Regions from separate parts of the Arachis hypogaea genome. Here region 2 is linked to region 1. Evidence: chromatin contacts called from public Hi-C data. All regions are on one chromosome and are shown on one strand. The core of a region is the stretch at or near the end of the contact, and the rest is flanking DNA. Distances in the headings are between cores, read along the strand shown. Region 1 holds the start of LOC112722610 (probable UDP-arabinopyranose mutase 2). Region 2 has its middle 13 kb from the start of LOC112722615.

What was found. Hi-C and Micro-C count contacts between places; a contact is called where the count stands out from the background.
Region 2: a Hi-C map of an unstated tissue shows a contact between it and region 1, with 4 times the contacts expected there. The contact joins the enhancer-like site here to the promoter of LOC112722610 in region 1. A contact is called at or near these places in 3 of 8 Hi-C or Micro-C datasets (leaf and an unstated tissue).

Annotation. Positions count from the first base shown.
Region 1 is chr11:129,929,193-129,932,923 of arahy.Tifrunner.gnm2.J5K5, forward strand. LOC112722610 (probable UDP-arabinopyranose mutase 2) reads left to right here and starts at 2,422. Exons shown (of 3, transcript XM_025773703.3): 1 at 2,422-2,928; 2 at 3,046-3,465; 3 at 3,578-3,731. The coding sequence starts at 2,608.
Region 2 is chr11:130,138,813-130,142,731 of arahy.Tifrunner.gnm2.J5K5, forward strand. No RefSeq gene overlaps it. Among protein-coding and RNA genes, the nearest start is that of LOC112722615, 13 kb to the left of the region's middle. Within about 2 kb of position 2,224, at least 1 of the 3 cell types and tissues checked has open chromatin away from gene starts, as enhancers often do.

The sequences.
Region 1 (3,731 bases), core at 1,172-3,671:
TTTTCAAAATTAATGAGTTATTTTCTCCTCTTTCTCTCTTTAATTTCTCTCTCTATCTCTCTTATATATCATTATCAATGGCTAATTACAAATTTAACAATCAAAATATGCAATACGACATTCTTTAATTACAATTAAAATTGAAATTAAAATATTAAAATTTAAATTTAAATATAACTATATTATATTACTATTTAATAACTAAAATATGTCACATGACACTGTTTTATTAAAGGTGTAATTAATGTATTATTATTTATTTATTTAGTATATATTACTAATTTTATAACCAAAATGTGTCACATATCGCCCTCTCATTACAATTGAAATCAAATTTTTTTCTCTAAAATTAATGAGTTCTTTTCTCCTCTTTCTCTCTTTAATTTCTCTCTCTATCTTTGTTATTTCTCCACCTACTCTATCTCTCTTATATATCATTATCAATGGCTAATTACAACTTTAACAATGAAAATATGCAATATGACATTCTTTAATTACAATTAAAATTGAAATTGAAATATTGAAATTAAAATTAAAATATAACTATATTATATTACTATTTAACAACTAAAATATGTCACACGATACTGTTTTATTAAAGGTGTAATTAATGTATTATTATTTATTTATTATATACTAATAATTTTATAACAAAAATGTGTCACATATCACTCTCTCATTACAATTGAAATTAAATCTTTTTCTCCAAAATTAATGAATTCTTTTCTCCTCTTTCTCTCTTTAATTTCTCTCTTTATCTTTATTATTTCTCCACCTACTCTATCTCTCTTATATATCATTATCAATGACTAATTAAAAATTTAACAATCAAAATATGCAATATGACATTTTTTAATTACAATTAAAATTAAAATATTGAAATTAAAATTAAAATATAACTATATTATATTACTATTTAATAACTAAAATATGTCACATGACACCGTTTTATTAAAGGTGTAATTAATGTATTATTATTTATTTATTTATTATATATTACTAATTTTATAACCAAAATGTGTCACATGTCACTCTCTCATTACGATTGAAATCAAATCTTTTTCTCCAAAATTAATAAGGTCTTTTTTCCTCTTTCTCTCTCTATCTTTATTATTTCTCCACCTACTCTATTTCTTTTATATATCATTATTATTGATTTAATGGCTAATTACAAATTTAACAATCAAAATATGCAATATGACATTTTTTAATTATAATTAAAATTAAAATTGAAATATTGAAATTAAAATTAAAATATAACTATATTATATTACTATTTAACAACTAAAATATGTTATATGACACTGTTTTATTAAAGGTATAATTAATGTATTATTGATTTATTTATTATATATTACTAATTTTATAACCAAAATATGTCACATATCACTCTCTCATTACGATTGAAATCTAATATTTTTTTCCAAAATTAATGAGTTCTTTTCTTCTCTTTCTCTCTTTAATTTCTCTCTCTATCTTTATTATTTCTCCACATACTCTATCTCTTTTATATATTAGTATTAATGGCTAATTACAAATTTAACAATCAAAATATGCAATATGACATTTCTTAATTACAATTAAAATTGAAATATTAAAATTAAAATTAAAATATAACTATATTATATTACTATTTAACAACTAAAATATGTCACATGACACTGTTTTTTTAAAGGTGCAATTAATGTATTATTATTTATTTATTTATTATATATTACTAATTTTATAACAAAAATATGTTATATGTCACTCTTTTATTACGATTAAAATCAAATATTTTTCTCCAAAATTAATGATTTTTTTTCTCCTCTTTCTCTCTTTAATTTCTCTCTCTATCTTTGTTATTTCTCCACTTACTATATCTCTCTTATATATCATTATCAATGGCTCATTACAAATTTAACAATCAAAATATGCAATATAACATTCTCTAATTACAATTAAAATTAAAATTAAAATTAAAATATTAAAATTAAAATAAAAATATAACTATATTATATTACTGTTTAACAACTAAAATATGTCACATGACACTGTTTAATTAAAATTGAGATAAAATATTTGTTCTAAAATTAATAATTTTTTTCTCATTCCTCTTGTTTACCTCTCTTCCCTTCTTATTTCTCTCTAAATTTTTCACTTTATATATAATTAAAATGTCGATTATCTATTTTTTTTAATATAAAAAGACTATGATTTTTTTAGTCGACAAAAATTTTTGTTTTATGACTTTTTTTTGCTATAATCTATAATATAATATCAGTATAAAATTGACATCATTTTAAAAGATTTATATTCCCCAAAACACTAATTTTATACTATTGTTTGATATTTATATATATAATAAATATAAAATTATTTTATATAAATATAAATTAAATGCATTCTTTAAATAATTTAAAAAAAAAAGAAAGAAAAAGTGAACGAGATCTGTAACACAGTGACACATGAATCCGCGTGGAGGCACGTGTCCACAAGGGCAGCTGGTTTTTCAAATACAAAAACCCCTCAAACCCCTCCCTGTGTTCCTCACACACACCCTCTCTTCTCTTCTCTTCTCTTCTCTCTCCCTCTGTGTCTCCGATCTGATCTCTCAGAAATTTGAGAATGGCGTCGTCAGTGTTACCGACACCACTCCTGAAGGACGAACTTGACATCGTGATCCCAACCATCAGGAACCTGGACTTCCTTGAGATGTGGCGCCCGTTCTTCCAACCCTACCACCTCATCATCATCCAAGACGGTGATCCTTCTAAGAAGATCAACGTCCCTGAAGGTTTCGATTACGAGCTTTACAACCGCCTCGACATCAACCGCATCTTAGGCCCTAAGGCCTCCTGCATCTCCTTCAAGGACTCCGCTTGTCGCTGCTTCGGGTTCATGGTTTCAAAGAAGAAGTACATCTACACCATCGACGATGATTGCTTCGTAACTTCTCTATTCTCTTCTCAATTCTCTAGATCTGGAATATTTGGTCAACGATCTGTCAAGATACTTTGACTTTCGTTGAGATCTGTTTTTGACTAACGTGTGTTGTTGATTCAGGTTGCGAAGGATCCATCTGGGAAAGAAATCAATGCTCTGCAGCAGCACATTAAGAATCTTCTGAGTCCTTCAACACCATTCTTCTTCAACACTCTCTATGATCCGTATGCAGAAGGCGCTGATTTCGTTCGCGGATATCCCTTTAGCCTCCGGGAGGGTGCCCCCACGGCGGTGTCTCATGGCCTCTGGCTCAACATTCCTGATTACGACGCTCCAACTCAGCTTGTGAAGCCTATGGAAAGGAACACTAGGTATGTGGATGCAGTTTTGACAATTCCAAAGGGAACCCTGTTTCCCATGTGTGGTATGAATTTGGCATTCGATCGCGAGCTGATTGGTCCGGCAATGTACTTTGGTCTTATGGGTGATGGACAACCCATTGGACGCTACGACGATATGTGGGCTGGTTGGTGCACAAAGGTATACACTTATGATTCATTGATTGGCTTATTCTTTTTGTAGAATGTTAGAATCTAATGTATAGTTGTGATGTCAAATTTTGGGGTAATTAGTGTGTATGTTGATGATGCAGGTTATATGTGACCATTTGGGATTGGGGGTGAAGACAGGATTACCCTACATTTGGCACAGCAAAGCCAGCAACCCATTTGTGAACCTCAAGAAGGAGTACAAGGGGATCTTCTGGCAAGAAGATCTTATCCCGTTCTTCCAAGCTGTCTCTCTTC
Region 2 (3,919 bases), core at 974-3,473, 210 kb after region 1:
TAAAATACACAATTAAATCAAATGGAAGACCAAATTACACAATTCTACTAAATTGAAAAACATTACCAGGATCTCCCAAAAGCACATTCTTATGTAATTCGAATTAGTCTCATTCGAATTAGTAAAACCAACACTAATTCGAATTAGTCCTATTCGAATTAGTAGTAATTCTTGTAATTCGAATTTGTCCAATTTGAATTATGCTTGCATGTAGTCTTAGGGTAGTTCGAATCAGTGTGATTCGAATTATGCACGCTAGGACGTCCCTAGTAATTCGAATGGGTCTGCTTCGAATTAATTTTGGACCATAGTAGATCGAATTAATTTACATCTATTTATATATGATCCAAGCGTATATAAAGAGTATAATAAAGAGTATATTTAATAATATCCATAATGAATTCAATAAAGAGTACATTCAATCATAAATAAAAAAATAATAATTATAAATATTTTTTATAAATTATTAAAAATCAAATATTTTCTAAAAATATTTATTAAGATTTAGAATTTAGTCTTTAATATTTAAAATTAGTGAAATATTTGGCAAAAATATTATATTTGTTAGTCAGCATTATTGAATCTATTAACCACGATAATATACAGATAATTGATTGGTTTTCATATAAAAATATTTTTATTCTATTTAGTATTTAATTTTGATAAAATATTAATTAATTTTGAATTTAGTTATTATGAATTCTTATATCTACGAATACAAGTTAAGATTGTTATTAAAAAAAATTTTAAATTTTTTATTTTAATAAATGCTCAACAAATCATTAAAACAAAAAATTTAAAATTTAAAATTATAATTTTGGTAAAATTATAAAGTTTTGAATTTTTAATGACTTGTAGAAAATATTTTTAATTATTATTTTTAATATTTTATAAAAAATATTTATAATTATTATTTTTAGAAAATGTTTGATTTTTAATAATTTATAAAAAATATTTATAATTATTATTTTTTTATTTATTATTGAATGTACTCTTTGTTGTATTCATTATAGGTATTATTAAATGTACTCTTTACATACGCTTGGATTATATATAAATAGTTGTAAATTAATTTGATTTATTATGGTCCAAAATTAATTCGAAACAGACCCATTCAAATTAATAAGGACGTCCTAACATGCATAATTCGAATCACCCTAATTCGAACTACCCTAAGACTACATGCAAGTATAATTCGAATTGGACAAATTTAAATTACAAGCATCACTACTAATTCGAATAGGACTAATTTGAATTAGTGTTGGTTTGTCTAATTCAAATGAGACTGATTCGAATTACATAAGAATGTGCTTTTGGGAGATCCTGATAATATTTTTCAATTTGGTAGAATTGTGTAATTTGGTCCTCCATTTAGTTTAATTGTGCATTTTGCCCTTATATATTACATATATATAAAGGCATGGATCATAATATATATATTATGTCTTATTATAATTTATACATAATTTAATTAAATTTAATTTAAATAAATATTTATTTTTTATATTCATATTTAATTATGAGTGGGTCGATCAGTTCGATCTGTGATTCATCATTTGAATCAGTAACCCGATAATCTAGTTATATGACTGGGTCAATTACTGGTTCGGTTCTGATAACTATGTTCTTTTTTTTTTTCATTATTTTGTCTGTTTTTTCAACTTTAATTTATTTGAAATTAATTAAAATAAAAAATTTTAGAATTTAATGGTTGATTGAACTTTGTTTGCCTCTTTTATTTTAGCTCTTAGGTTGATTACCTTAATTAAAATATATTTTTGTAAGTGATTAAATTTTTTTCGTAAAACAAATACAAAAATAGTATAATGATTTAAGTAACAGTGATTTAAACATATTTCTCAAATAAAGTAATGAGAATGTAAGTAGATCATACCTGGTTATTTTTTTTTTTTTAAAAAAGAGTTAGATGTATTTTGCGACGGTTATACCAAAACCGCCGCAAAATACCAAACAATTGGCAGCCCTCTTTTTATCTACCGTATCAACTGCCGCAATATTTTATTTGGCGGCGGTTTTTGTTAACCGCCGCAATCTGCCATTTTTTGTATAGTGTGCTATATTATCTCGAGAATGATTCAGATTCACTCTTAGATACTTTTCTAGGTCCAAAATAAAAATGGATAGAAGAGACCTAGATAATGAAAATATCTCTCTGTCTAGCTGCTACATTTTTAGAAGAAAGAATTTTTTATTTATCAAGATTGACTTTCATATAAGAAACTTTACAAAAAAGACTGAGAGAGTGTATCACAATCTAGACCTGATCCTTGGTGGCCTTATAAAATAATAATAAGTCATCAACGACCATCAAATAAAAAAATTTTGGCCTACTTTTAAAGACAGAAACTAACTTCTATACACCTTCATCCACCTGCTAAGAAATAAAACAAGCAAGTCTTTTCACGCATAGAACAAACAAATAACGTGACATAGGATCATCCTATCTCAAACCTCTTTTAAGAGAAAAAATGTCTAACCTGTTAGCATTTTAAAGAATAGAAAGAGAATATACTCTCACACAATTAACAATAAGTCTAACCATGACCATAAGAAACCCAAAAGCAATAAGGGTATGCTCCAAAAATCTCCAATCAACCCTATTATAAATTTTTTCAAGATCAAATTTAAAAACAAGAGTACTTTTAGAGGATTTTGTATGCTTCATAAAATGTATAATCTCTTGTGACACAATAATATTTTCAGAAGCACTCTGACCTGGAATAAAACTACCCTATAAAATACTCACAGTCTCAATGAAGAAAATACGAAAATGATTAACCAATACTTTAGTGATAATTTTTTAAACATTACACAAGCTAATAGACTTTAAATCTTTCATATGAGTAGGTGTGTCCACTTTAGGAATTAGAACAACGAGAGTCTCTATTATATTAAGATTTAAAGGATTGCCAACAAACACACTTTTAACAATTTTCTACATTTCAGTCCCAACAATTTTCCAATATTCCTTAAAAAAAAAGCTTGAAGGCCATCTGATTTAAGAATTTTAAAAGAGCTCATACTAAAAACTACAACATTCACTTCCTCTAAAGTTACTGCTTCAGTTAATCTATCACAAGCTATAGTGCTCAAAGTAAACATAGGAACGTAGCTTAAATAATCAACTTTCATCTCCTCAACAGAGCCAAACAAGTTCTTATAAAAAGAAAAAATCTCTCTTTGAAAGACTTCCAAATCAATTGATCGAGTACCATCTTCTATAAAAAGCCCATGAATATTATTATTATTATTATTATTATTATTATTATTATTATTAATTGGAAGAATCTAGTATTTCTATTACTATATTTTATCCACTATTCTTTAGATATCTGATACTAAAATAATTCTTCTTGAAGCAAAAATTTGTTATATTCTTTTCTATGATCAATCTCTTTATTCTTGAGAAGTAAAATGTTAATCACCTCCAATCTCTTCTGAATAGAATAAATTTGTCTTTCAAGTTGTATTTTCTAGACAAAAAATATTACTAGAGACTTTTGAATTAAACAAAAGAAGATTTTTTTTTTAATCAAGCTCAACTTAGCATAAATACTACCAGGCTAATTATCCCAAGCATTATAAATAAATGCTTATAGGACGGACGAGTTGCCTAAGTAACTTAATACCTAAAAGGATGTGACCTTTTCGGCTTAGGCCCCATGACACCGAACTAAATATGGACAATGATCTGAATAAAGTTTGCTAAAAATCTTTGAATAGGCCTCCAAAAACATAGTTAATCACTCCTCATTGATAATAGTCCTATCTAGTTTGTTAGCTAGATCTCTACCATTTTATACTTTTTGTACCAAGAAAATCTCTTGCCAGTAGATTTTAAATCAAAGAAACCACAATTATCCAAGGTTGAAGCAAAAAAATTTTTCCTATGGATAGG